Regions from separate parts of the Mus musculus genome. Here all the other regions are linked to region 2. Evidence: chromatin contacts called from public Hi-C and HiChIP or PLAC-seq data. All regions are on one chromosome and are shown on one strand. The core of a region is the stretch at or near the end of the contact, and the rest is flanking DNA. Distances in the headings are between cores, read along the strand shown.

What was found. Hi-C and Micro-C count contacts between places; a contact is called where the count stands out from the background. HiChIP or PLAC-seq counts read pairs in DNA pulled down with a chosen protein or histone mark.
Region 1: a contact with region 2 is called in an H3K4me3 HiChIP or PLAC-seq map of embryonic forebrain, with 3 times the contacts expected there. The contact joins the promoter of Nacad here to the promoter of Adcy1 in region 2. A contact is called at or near these places in 2 of 39 promoter capture datasets (cranial neural crest and embryonic stem cells), 2 of 115 datasets of contacts at active chromatin or transcription factors (embryonic forebrain and forebrain) and 1 of 9 other capture datasets (adipose tissue).
Region 3: a Hi-C map of cortical neurons shows a contact between it and region 2, with 1.4 times the contacts expected there. The contact joins the enhancer-like site here to the promoter of Adcy1 in region 2. A contact is called at or near these places in 7 of 39 promoter capture datasets (cranial neural crest, embryonic stem cells, hippocampal neurons and 3 more), 2 of 484 Hi-C or Micro-C datasets (both in cortical neurons), 8 of 115 datasets of contacts at active chromatin or transcription factors (VIP interneurons, embryonic stem cells, forebrain and 3 more) and 1 of 9 other capture datasets (embryonic stem cells).

The regions. Positions count from the first base shown.
Region 1 is chr11:6,604,742-6,608,834 of GRCm38.p6, reverse strand. It overlaps Nacad (NAC alpha domain containing), which reads left to right and starts at 2,781. Exons shown (of 8, transcript NM_001081652.1): 1 at 2,781-3,357. The coding sequence starts at 3,087.
Region 2 is chr11:7,062,028-7,066,207 of GRCm38.p6, reverse strand. Adcy1 (adenylate cyclase 1) reads right to left here and starts at 2,775. Exons shown (of 20, transcript NM_009622.2): 1 at 1,973-2,775. The coding sequence starts at 2,608.
Region 3 is chr11:6,702,566-6,706,877 of GRCm38.p6, reverse strand. No RefSeq gene overlaps it. Among named protein-coding and RNA genes, the nearest start is that of Gm39575, 9.8 kb to the right of the region's middle. Within about 2 kb of position 1,872, at least 32 of the 459 cell types and tissues checked have an H3K27ac peak or open chromatin away from gene starts, as enhancers often do. A contact at or near this core is called in cortical neurons, where this site is marked.

The sequences.
Region 1 (4,093 bases), core at 1,532-4,031, 460 kb after region 2:
ATGCCTGGATTGTTTTGATTTTTTTAGACAGGGTCTTACTGGTTAACCCTGGCTGTCCTGGAACTTACTACCAAGCCCTGTTATTAAATATGTTGGTACTGTTTTATAGACAGAAAAAAATGTTTTGAGGGATGATCTAAGGACTTGTTTGTTTGTTTGTTTGTTTTGTTTTTTCGAGACAGGGTTTCTCTGTATAGCCCTGGCTGTCCTGGAACTCACTCTGTAGACCAGGCTGGCCTCAAACTCAGAAATCCACCTGCTTCTGCCTCCCAAGTGCTGGGATTAAAGGTGTGCACCACCACTGCCCAGTGACATTTTTAAAATATATGTTTTTATGGGACCATCAAAATGACTCAGCTGGTAAAGCCATTTTCTGCCAAGCCTGACAACCTGAGTTCAATGTCTAGAACAAGCGTGGTGAAAGGAGGCAGCTGTCCTCTGACTTCCACATATGCAGTAACGTGCACTCACCACACACATTGGGCCTGGCATGGTGGCACACACCTTTAATCCCAGCACTCGAGGTGGACAAATCTCTGAGTTTGAGGCCAGCCTAGTCTACAAAGCGAGTTCCAGGACAGGCAGGTATATGCAGGGAAACCCTGTCTGGAAAAAAAGCAAAATCATAATTTACCAAAAGAAAAAAAAATCAAAACACTTGAAAAGTTAAGTCTTAAAAGTCCAGTCTCTTGGGCTGGTGAGATGGCTCAGTGGGTAAGAGCACCCGACTGCTCTTCTGAAGGTCAGGAGTTCAAATCCCAGCAACCACATGGTGGCTCACAACCATCCGTAACGAGATCTGACTCCCTCTTCTGGAGTGTCTGAGGACAGCTACAGTGTACTTACATATAATAAATAAATAAATAAATAAATAAACCTTAAAAAAAAAAAGTCCAGTCTCTCAACTGTGGACTTCTTTAAAATCCAAAATAAGTAATACACAAAATAAGTATTCCACAAGGGAAGAACCAGGGCACAGTTACAAAGTAAGCCTCTAGCAGTGTAGCTAGAAGATACTGCAATCTGGGCTCCAAACAGGCCTGAGCTCTTCCTACATGAAGGCTGTCTCCCAGACTCCACCCACAGCTGGTACTAGTGGTCCTACAGACCACTATCTATCTCCAAAGTACTGCGTTCTCAGCTGCTCGCTATAGCCCTTCATGTCTTCAGTACTAGTAAAGTAATTTCAAAACCATCTGGGATACTCTTACCCAATGCTGAGCTCAGCTGCCAGCTTGAAAGAAAGCTTTGGTCCTACTGGGTCTCAAGTGCTGTGTGCTGACGTGAGCAAATACTTTTCAGATTTGCCTCAGTGATGCTGGTCTCTAGTAATCACAGCTTACCTTTTCTTTCTAGTCCTAGCTAACCATTGTCAAGTCTCTGAGGAAAGCAAAGGTTTCATTTCAGTGGTGCTGGTCTCTTGTTAAAACCACAGCTGAAGCCGGGCGTGGTGGCGCACGCCTTTAGACCCAGCACTCGGGAGGCAGAGACAGGCGAGTTTGAGGCCAGCCTGGTCTACAAAGTGAGTTCCAGGACAGCCAGGGCTATACAAAGAAACCCTGTCTCGAAAAACAAACAAAAACACAGCTGACCCTTCAGCTCCAGCTAACCAGAAACCACAGATTCAAAAGAAAATTATACAAAAGCCCCCCGTAAAGTTGCTGCTTTAACAAGCCTGGTCTCCATCATCTGTATCTCTCTCAACTTTCCTGTCTCCAAACCCCTACAACAGCTCATTAAGCTCTCAGCAGCCAATGGTCTTTTCCAGCCCAAAGCTCCAGATACTTCCACAATCTTCCCACAAAACATGGTCAGATCACCACAGCCACAAACTCATTTTCTGGTACCAGTTGCTGGATTGATTAATTTGCTTCCTGTTGCCGTGATAAACACCAGGAACAAAAAAGGCAACTAGGGGCTGGGTGGTGGCACACACCTTTCTTTGGTCCCAGCACTCCAGAGGCACAGGCAGATGATCTCTGGGAATTCCAGGCCAGCCTGTCTACAGCGTGAGTTCCAGGACAGCCAGGACTACACAGAATAGAAAATAAACAAAAACCTGTCTCCAAAGAAGGAGGAGGGGTTTCACAGGAGGAATCAACTTAGATCCTTGGAGGTGAAGTAAGGGGTCCTTACGTGGACTATAAAGTCAAATATCAGAAGGACGGGGTGGGTTGTCAGCAACAGAGAGGGTGGGGCAGTTTTGCAGAAGATGCTGGTCTTATGTTTGGATGTGGTAAGGGTGCCAGGGGTACCTTGGTGTGCACCTCAAGTCAGGTATAGGGAAGTAGGGAACAGCACCTGACTTCCTGTAGACTCAGAAGATCCTATACATTGGACACTCCCTCCTTGTTTGCCTCAATAGCCACTAATTTCCCCGACTTCAGCTCACAGATGACAATGTGTCATTCATTCATCTGGTGCCTGGCACTGGGAAGGGGGGACGGGCTGGGCACTGCAAACGCCAGGATGGAAACATAGTGCATTTCAGGAAGGGAAATAGTAAGCATCATCTCTGGGGGTGTGGCCCAGGGCTGGCGGGAATAGTGAGTGAGGTACATTTCTTCCCTGTCCTAAAGAGCTGAACGGTGAAGGAAACAAAGCAGACCGCCAAGCTAGAAGTCAAAGATCCAGCTCAGCCCAAGAGATTGTCTGGAACCACTCTCTGGCGCACTCAGTTCCATCTCCCGTTGCCACAGAGACAGGAGGTAGTTGCTATGGAGACTGTCTGCCAGGACCAGCCAATCCTGAGCTGCTGTTTTCGCTCATCTTGGGGCTTAGGAGCTTAGGCTCCTTCACTGGGCTCCCTGTGTCCTCTGTCCAGTCATTGAGCGATAGGTTGGGCCATCACTTATTAAAGTGGCCCTGCCCCCTCTGCAGAATATATAGCTATCTCCCCATATTAACCCGCACCCCTGGTTCTGGAGACACCTTTTGTCTCTTTCCAGTTAAGAGGCGATGTCACCTTGGGAGGAGTCTGGCCTCCAAGCGGCCCCCCTTGGATGCTGCGGGAAAGGCGGGGCAGGGCGCAGCCTTCTGGCCTTAGACTCAGCAGTGGGAGAGAGGCGATGGGGTGAACGAAGGGAATGAGCGCCCTCCCTCTGGCGCTCCGCAGTGCTCGGCGCGCTGGCGCACGCTCACTCGGCTTGATAGGCGGGCGGGGCAGCGCTGACGTCATTTACGCCCCCCCCCCCCCCAGCAGAGGGGCGGTGGCCGTGCTGGCTACTCCGAGCGCATTGACGGACAGAGGGACAGAGAGACAGGGGTATCGGCAGGCACACGTCCAGGCCATGCCAGGGGAGGCTGCGGGCGCTGAGCTGCCGCTGCCTGAGGCAGGAGGGCCTGGATCCCGCACAGGTGAGACCGCGCCGGCTCCCCTTTCTGGCTCAATACCTTTTCTGGCTTTCTCTCTCCTCCATCCCTCTGCCTCCTCACAGTCCCCTCCCCTGTCTTTCCAGACCGGTTATTCCCTCCACCTGCATCTTTCCCCCACCCCCAAGCCCCAGGATTTCGTGAAGGCCTGGGCGCCGCAGACAGCATCCTCCTAGCCTTGTAGCTATGAAGGGCAGCGTCTTGGCCTTTCACTCTGGGCTGTGGGGACCGTAGTCTTTGGACCAAGTCCCATTTAGTTGTGTCTCTGTGCCACATTGCATTCCATTGTCCACAGAGAGCTGGGCCCCAGGACCGACGGTGGGGTGGCAGGTTTGGAAGCAGGGAGGCCCAAAGGGTCCTTGCAGGCTCATCCTGTGACCACCAGAGGGTTCTTAGAGGTACGTTGGGTGCCTAGGGCAGCAAGCGGCTAGACTTATAAGGGAGTTGTAGGGCCGATGGAACCTGGGAGGCTAGCCAGAGGACACCGGCAGAACCACGTCTGAGAGGTGGGGCTCTGAACAGCAGCTCTCCTGGCCAGCAGTGGTCTTCCTATGCAGACCTTGGATAAGAGGGGGCATTAAATGTTGGTAGAGGTCAGTCCACTTGCAGGCTGGAGGATACTCTTAAGTTTAAATGGTTCCTGCTGGAGATGGGCTGTGTGTAACTTGGGCAAAGCCAAGGGCACCTTGCTGGGTGCAAGAAGTTATCTAGGGACAGGATG
Region 2 (4,180 bases), core at 1,526-4,025:
AGCCCCAGCAGGCTCCTAACACCCTCAAACAGCATCCGACCCCTGTGTATGCAGCAAGGGCCACCCTGCAGCACGGCTTCCCTCCCTCCTTCTGCATCTGCCCCATGCCCTCTTGGGTACTGTCTGTCTAGAATTCGGAGGTGAGGAGGCAGGGCCATCAGCAAAAGGCTGTGCGGCAGCAGAGGTGACAGGGTCTGAAGGGAGGTGGCCACAGCCGTGAGGTACAGGCCTCTCAGATACTAAGTGGCAGAGTTCACTAACACACTGCAGGGTGCCTAGGATTTCCTGATGGGAAGACATTGAAATCTTTGGGGACCAGCTTCTCTTTACCTCAGGTTTTCCCACTTGGCCCCATTTATGTGTTGATAAGGGAGTAGAGGATAAAATGCCTTAGAAATGGCAGATTTTCAACACATGCTTTCCTTATGGACTTCTTACATTCAAACCATCTCTGTGGGAGGCAGCATCTTCCCTTGGGGAGGCGGGGGGGGGGGTGAGAAGGAGGCGGGGCAGAGGCTGAGTTTTGGTGAGGGAGGGATTTATATCAGATTGGAGGCTAGTCACGGGGAAACCTGGGTACCACAGGCTACCTAAGAACCCTTGTTTTCACAATGGGCTTCTTTCCCCCACTGAAATGACAAGGGCTCCTCTATCCCAGAGGGAGGGGCACTAGCACCTTTGCAGACTCCTCCCTAATCCTTTCTTTAAAAGGAATGCCTAGAGGCTGTGTAGAAGAGAAATAAAGAAACTAAGAACACAGCCTTTTAAGGCACCTAGAGAACCCACCACGGTCCTGAGTCTACAGCTGTCTCTCCAGCCCTACAGTGAATGCTCAGCAATAAACCTGTCATCATGGCCCCTAAGTCTAAGTACCGCTCCCTGCCATCAGAGTCTGGGTGTTTGTGTTGGTCTTACAGGCAGCAGGTACAGCTGACTGACAGTCACCTCTCTCAAAAACACCAGTTAGTGTCCCCCCAGTTTGGATTCTGTGCCTAGCCCAGCCCCCCACAACTTCCCATATGCTCGAAGAAGCTACCTTCTTTCCTTAGATGGACTCTCCCACCTTTCTGTCTCTCGTCTCCCTCCCACTGCTAGCCCTGGAACAAACCCCTCCCTCAGATGCCACGCCTGGGCAGGGCCAGCGAAGGGGAAGGTCCCAAACTCCTGGGAACAGCCTCCAGGTTCACCTCCACCTGCTTGGGTGCGGTGGTATGGGGAACGGGAACCTCTGGGGTCCAGGAGAATCCCCAGGAGGAGTCAAGTCCTATGCCCTTGGCCCGGCAGCCCCCTCGCCCACCCAAGTTGAAAGAGACAAAGTTCAGGCTCCATGGAGCCAGGGTTAGGACTGGGAGCAGAAGCTGTGGAGACCAGACTATGTGTGACCTTGGCAAACTCCTCTCCTTCAGGGCAGAATTCGGATTCACACCGGGGTGGTTAGCGATACTGGTGGGGTTCAAAGTGCTTCCCTTCCCACTAACTGCTCCCTCGGGTCCGCGAAATTGAGAAGCGAGCCCCAGATGCGCTCCAGGCGAGCTGGAGAGGAACCCAGGGGCTGCGCGCTCTGCCAGCCTAGAAGCCTGGCCTGGAGACCGCGCACCCTCCCACTTTTCAGTACCTCTACTGAGGGACACGGGTACAACCCGGCGCGGTGGATCAGGCTTGGGTCCCCCACTTGAGCTCGGTACCCTACTGCCTGACCTTGGGCCTGTCACCACCACCACCACCACCACACACCAGTCTCTCGTCTCCACCCTAAAGACGCTAGGGACTCTTATCTCGTAAGAAACACCGGGTGGAGGGTGCTAGCTCCTCCACTGCATCCTCAGTTTGCTGTTGACCTTGAACACCTGTCCCACCTTCAGAACCTCAGTTTCCCCACCTTCTCCATAGGAAGAACGTTAAACTCCTGCCACCTCCAGTGCTGCTGGCAGATGTGTCTCCAACCCAATGGGGGACTCGTGGTGCCACTTACCGTCCTCCAGAGACGTGGGCGCTTGGCAGGGACCAAGGCGGCTGTGACCAGTAAGTGCGAGGCAGCCACCACCAGCCCGAAGCCGATGGCCAGTAGGCTGCGCACGGGCAGCAAGGCATAGGACACGAAGGTGACCAAAAGGAGTTGCCAAACCCCCTGCTCGGCGACCGTCGAGCCCATTGCGCCTCCTGCAGAGCTCCTCGCGGGGCCGCCCAGCGCGAAGGGGCAGCAGAGTAGCGCGAAGGTGAGGCTGAAGAACAGCGCCAGCTGACCGACCTGCTGCAGCTGGGACACCTGCAGGGATCGGACATTGGTGACCACGAACAGCGCCAGGAAAAGGATGCAGTGCACTGGGTGCGACCCCTTGGCGAGGCCCGGCGCTGGCCCCGGTGCGCCCAGCAGCTCAGCCAGCGCCAGGGCGCCCGCCAGTAGGCTGAGCACAGCCAGCGCTTTCAGCGTGGCCGCCTGCTCCAGCCGCAACGTGTAGCCGCGGAACAGCGCCTCCAGCTCGGGGCACGCGAACTCCTCGCCACACGCCCGGAACCCACGCCGGCCGCCCGGCCCGGCCGCCCGCTCTGCGCCCCCGGGCTCGCCCGCGCCTCCGCCGCCGCCTTGGCCGCGCGGCGCCCCCGCCATCTCAGCGCCATGCAGCGGCCGCGGCCACGGGCGCGCCCCTCGCCGGCCCGGGGCGCCGGGGCGCCGGCCGGCGGCCCCGGGGCGGGCGGGCGGCGGGCGGCGAGGCGCCGGGGCGCGGGGCGGGCGGAGTTGGGGCGCCGGCTGCCCAGCGCGCGCGCCCCGAGCGCGTCCCCTCCCGCCCGCCGCGCCTGCGCACTGGCGCCCGCCCGCGCCCCGGCAGTGGTCCTCTGCGGCGACCGTGCTGCGACAGGCGAGCCCCAAGAGCCCCGATCCTGGGCGGACAGAGTCCGCGCCCAACTCAGCGCCCGGGATCCCGCACGCCCAAGGGGCCACGTGACCTTGGGCACCACTCCTGACTCTTTGAGCCTCGGTTTCCCCTCCTATGTACAGTGGAGCCCACCCCTCTATGAGTCTTCGGAGGCGTTTAAAAAACGCAGAAATTCCCAGTAGAGGGAGGAACAGCTCTGTTAGATTTGTATCCCCTCCGCAAGCAGAACCAGGTCACCCAAGAGGAGCCCTCACTCAGCTCCCAAGAGGACCCCTCACTCAGTGCCCACCGAGAAACCCCGAGAATCCCAGGTCACACATGCAAGGCGCTTTAAGTGACTGATTTGCCCACCACCTGGGTGGGTAGTGAAAGCTTTGCCTATTGACCTGAGCAAGAATAAAGCCCTGCAATGTCCAAGGAAGCTGTGAGGTCTAGGTGCAGGGATGGGTGAGGGAGGGCTGAAAGGAGAGATAAAATAGCGCGGCTCTCTCCTTAAATAGGAGCTGGCCATGCAAATGATGGCGAGACGTTTACTTCCAGCTGAACAAGTGGCAGGGACAGATTCGCCTCAGTTGCGGATCTTGGTGATGTCCATTCACTAAGGGAAGGGACCGGACAGAATTTCATTCGGTGCTCACTCAGGATGGCCCCCTGAGATCGCTCCCCTGTTCTCCTTTAGAGAGAGTCCCAGAGGACCCTGAGAGTAGAACAGATGCCAGGAGCTTGTGCCACCTCTGGATCCCACGGGTGCACCAGGAACTGTCTCTCACAAAATTTTGCAGCCCATATGCTGTTCTTCCTACTAGAGGCCCCGCTTCCAAATTTTCACTTTCAGTCCATCCTGACCAGACTGTTTTAGAAGACCCTGAGAATTCCCAGGGTAAGAGCCTGTGCCCCCCCCCCCACACATTATATAGGTACAGGAATTAGGATTTGAGATTTTCTCTAGAATTAGTTTGAGCCACATGAACTTGTCGTTTTTACAAAAATCTTCCTACTCAACATCTCCAACAGTTCATACTGAAGGTTTGCTGGAACCACTTGAAAACCAGTTAATCCCTGTTCTTGGAGCGGACTCCCGCTGTAAGACACTCCCAGCTCAGAGCCTGCCTGGCCCCAGTCAGCACCCAAGCTAACTGTTTTCACCCCAGTCCCTGCTCCTTCCATGAAGGTTCACACCTACTGCTCTGCAGCCTCATTTTCTGGTCATTTCTCTCTCCGTGTTCTTTTGGCAGAAACCCACGGAGAGCGTCAGCTGATGCTGAGAAGATGGTCTGGCCCCATCCTTAGGGCACTGCCTTGAA
Region 3 (4,312 bases), core at 623-3,122, 360 kb after region 2:
ACAGGAAAGCTCAGAAGAGGGGCGAGCAGCCTGAACTCTACGCCCGCGCGGAGGTGCCTGACTACGGTTGGATTCTGGGAATGTTTTTGAAGATAGAGCCAAACACCTTCGATGAAAGGGTGGTGCTGAGAGAAAGCAAGACGGCAAGCAGGACTCCAAGAGTTCTAGGGAAACCTAAACACACGTCCTGTCCAGTGGCGCTGGGTGAAGGGGGTCCTGAGTGCAGGGCCACGGGAGGGCGCGTGGGTTTAGGACCGAGTTTTCCGTAAGGGAAGGAGAAGGATACATGACTGGCAAGACTCGGGCTTGGAGGGCTGGCGCTCTTTGTGTAGAAATGCCAGCTTGTAGCGTCCAGACCAGAGCTTAGGGAACGCATGGAAAAAAGAACGTGAGGGTTTGGGTGGCAAGTGGGAGCGTTGCTGCCAACCCAAGTCACACCACCTTCCTTAGGAAATGTTCGTTTCCTTCAGAGTGACAAAAAAGGCTGTCACGGTGCCCCATACCCTGGGAATTTTACCAAGGATTGACTCTCTCTCTCTCTCTCTCTCTCTCTCTCTCTCTCTCTCTCTCTCTCTCTCTCATTTTTCAAGACAGGGCCTCTCTGTGTATCGTTGGCCCTTCTGGAACTCACTCTGTAGACCAGGCTGGCCTCGACCTCAGAGATCTGCCTGACTCTGCCTCCCAGGTGCTGGGATTAAAGGCTTGTATCACCACTGTGTCTTCTTATCAGAAATATCTGACTGTCTTGTCATCTTTCCTACTCACATACGAGTTCAACAGAATGTCAGCTGCCTGATCACCAGGGATTCTAAGGAACTGAGACTCTTAAGAGAGTCCATGACATGGGATGAGTGCCAGTCAGCCCTTGCTCCAACAGGTCCAGACCCAGAAGGAGGGCATGTCTCTGGGCTAGGAGCAGCTGGCTGCTGGGTTTGCAGAAGAAATGCCATGTGCTGGAGGTGGACCTAATGATCAATGACCCACGTCAGTTCATGAGGCATCCACAGCCCTCCCAGGTCACAGCTCACTCAGCTGGGGACTGACCCCCCCCTCCCCGTGAGTTCCATGCAAGGGGTGTTTGTAGAAACACATGCATCCTGGTGTCTTTGCAGATCCATGCCACAACTCAGAAATCACTTCCTTTTCAACCGTGAGTGGAAATTATCACCTTTCAGTGTGGCGCTTAGCTGCCAGCCAGTCAGGGGACATGTCTATTAAGAAATACAATCTACCTCCCTCAGGAGTGATACAGCTCTTCATTTAAAAGGTTTTCCTGGTTTTATTGATTAACAGGGCCTAGAGGGTACTTACACACAAACCCTAGGGAAGGAAGGTGAGGAGGGGCGTTCTAAAGCTCCAGGTTCAAATATGCCACTCTTTCAAAGCTTGTGAGTTCTGCCAGCAGGGTCAACTCCATCTCAGATGGGAACAAACAGAATGGGACCCACCTCCAGCCAACTGCAAATTTAGAGGCTGTTGCTAAGCTACCAAATAAGAAGTCAGGAGATGCAATTTCATGCAGTCTTGAATTAAAAGAGAAAAGCTTGAAGATCTTAGACATGATTCAAAGGATGTTACTAAGATTCCTAAAACACAAATGATTGTACAAAGATTACAAAAACTAATCAGTTCAGTATTATACATCACGGCTCATAACTTATTTGATTTTTTGTTTGATATTTTAAAAATTGCCACCCCTTTAATGTAGCACAGTGTGCAGTATAATACACAAAGTGTGTGTTTATCGTCTATTAATCTCATCCACTTTGAACGTCTCAAACTTCCTGTTCTATGTTCCTGTGGTCTATGAACCACTATCATTTTAAGAGCTGTTTGATGTTTAGGGTTATGAGAGTATAGTTACATTTTGAGCTAGGGTGAATTATACCTAACGGCTTTGTTTGGCTTTCATCGCTTCTTGTAGATGTCATGTTGCTGCCGACAGGGGAGGCCCAGAGCCACTTCTCTAACAGCTGTGGTGTCAGCAGCAAGGATGTGGCTCTCAAGGTCAACTTAAATGTAATTCCCAAGATCCTTAAGTGGATTTAAGTCCCTGATTTATTCCTGAAGGGTCTTTGATTGTCTGTGAACTTTTTCAAAGAATCCACAAAAATAGGACAGAAGACATTCCAGAGGCCCGGACTGTCGTAGACATGCTTGCCCACACAAAGCAGATACTTTCTTCTGTGGTTCCCATTGGGAGGCCATTTGTGTGCATGAGTCTTCTTTGTGACAGCTTCTATGTTGCAGTAACAAACCATCATGACCAAAAGCGTTTGGAAGAGTTTTTGCCACAGTTCCCAAGGGCCGGATGTCCGACACTGCGGGAAAGGTATGGCAACAGAAGCAGGAAGCTGAAAATCACATCTCAGTGGCACGTGGGAAGCAGAGAAAGCAAACCGGAAGTAGGGTACGACTAAAAACTCTCAAATCCCACCACCAGTGATGTACTTCCTCCAAGTAAGGCTCCAGATCCTACCAACTCCGCAAACAGCAGCACCATCTGCAGGCCCAGTGCTTGAACACCTGATCTCCAGGGTAGAGTCTGCCTTTAAACCACCACATGAAATGGACAAGAAAATAGAATCCAGAACACCTGGACCATATTAGGAATTCCTGTGCTGAGTAGGGATGGGAAGAGGACAAAGTCCCGAGTGAATGTGTATAGTTGACGAAGGCACAGCTATGTCGAGGATCTATGGGAATGGCGAGGCCTTCCCTAGGTCAGGCTCAGGGACTTCCTCCTCCAGGAAGTGACTGCAGCCTGAGACTTCTCCCCTACAGAGATCAGCTAGCCCACCTCCTCACTATGCTGCATATAATAGATGCGCTGAGTTTTTGCACTGCTTGCTGGTGTGTCTCCATCAGAGTGCATGGTGCACAGGATCCCAGCCTTTGCGGGGGGGGGGGGGGGGGGGCTGTTTCTCCATTCCCCACCCCCAACCCATCAGACCAATCCCAAAGCTCTGCAGGTCACATCCAGGGAGAACAAGAAATGCCAACAGATGGAGGTTTATAAACAGACTACCACAGACAGAAAAAGCCAGCCTGGTAGCAGCTCTGAAGACACACTGACAGCCATTACTGCTAAAGCGTAAATTTTAAAGTGAAATGTCACTTATACCCAATAGGATCAACACAAATATAGAAAGCTGTGTACCACCAAGCTGTGGCTAAGCTGGAACCTCCCTCTCAATCTCTGAAAGCAGCAGGTTAGCATCCATCTAATTAAGGATACAAACGGCCAGTACGCAATCCAGGAATCCTGATCCTAGGAATGAATCCAAGAGACGCCCTCTGAGACCACCAGGAAAGGTCTCTGGAGGGTGCTCATCACAGGGTTCACTGCAGAGCAGGGAACTGTGGGCAACTCAAGGATCCTCACTCATGAAAACAGTCAAGCAAGAATACTCTGGGTGAGGAGAAGGAGTGAAGATGGCGAGTGAGGCATGCCTCGGGCGCCTCCCAAGAAAAGCGAGTACTTGTGCTGGACCGTGAGGAACCCGATCACACAAGATGAATATTTTCCTGACCTTTAGGTTCAGCTCAACATTTTGAACTCAGGACTTGTCAAGAGTTCTCCTGTGGCCTGCTCAGTGAGGCGCCCTGGTCCTTCCATCCCATGACTTTCCCCAGGGAGATGCAGATGTCTTTCAACCTCCATGGTTTAGGATGCGAAGACTGCCTTTCTTTTCCTTCATGTCAGACTCAACATAGAAAAGCCCTGAGGATGTAGCCATCCTGCTGACTTCAGGAAGAAAACAAACAACGGACTTGGGTCTTCTGCAGCTTTTTAATTAGAAAGACTCCGTTTGCAAGTAGAAGGAAGAAGTTGAATTTGAAACAAGTGCTTAGGCTGTGTGGCATGAATTGTGTTCTTTTTAAAAGATCCAAACAAAAAGACTAAACAAGTACCAAGTGTGGGTGACTTCGGGGGTTTTTTGGTTTTTTTGTTTCTTTTTTTGTTTTGTTTTGGTTTTTAGCCACTTGAAGTTTTGCCAAGTAACTTTGACATCAGGGAAATGGTCAGAGAGAGCCCTCATAAAACCATCATCAGCCTAGAGGAGAGAGGTCAGGGGTACCCTAGGCTGTGCCTTATGAGCAGTAAAACCAGAGACCTCACTTTTCACAGGGTACCGATGCGACTTTGAACTCATAAGCTAAGTCACTGCACAATGAACTCAAACAGGGATCTATCAAACAATGCAGATCACTATTTAGTGTTAGAACCTTATCTAAAATTTCCAGTTTTTTCACAAAACAAACACTAAACATGTAAGGAAACAGAAAAGCACACACTGGGGGAGGGGAG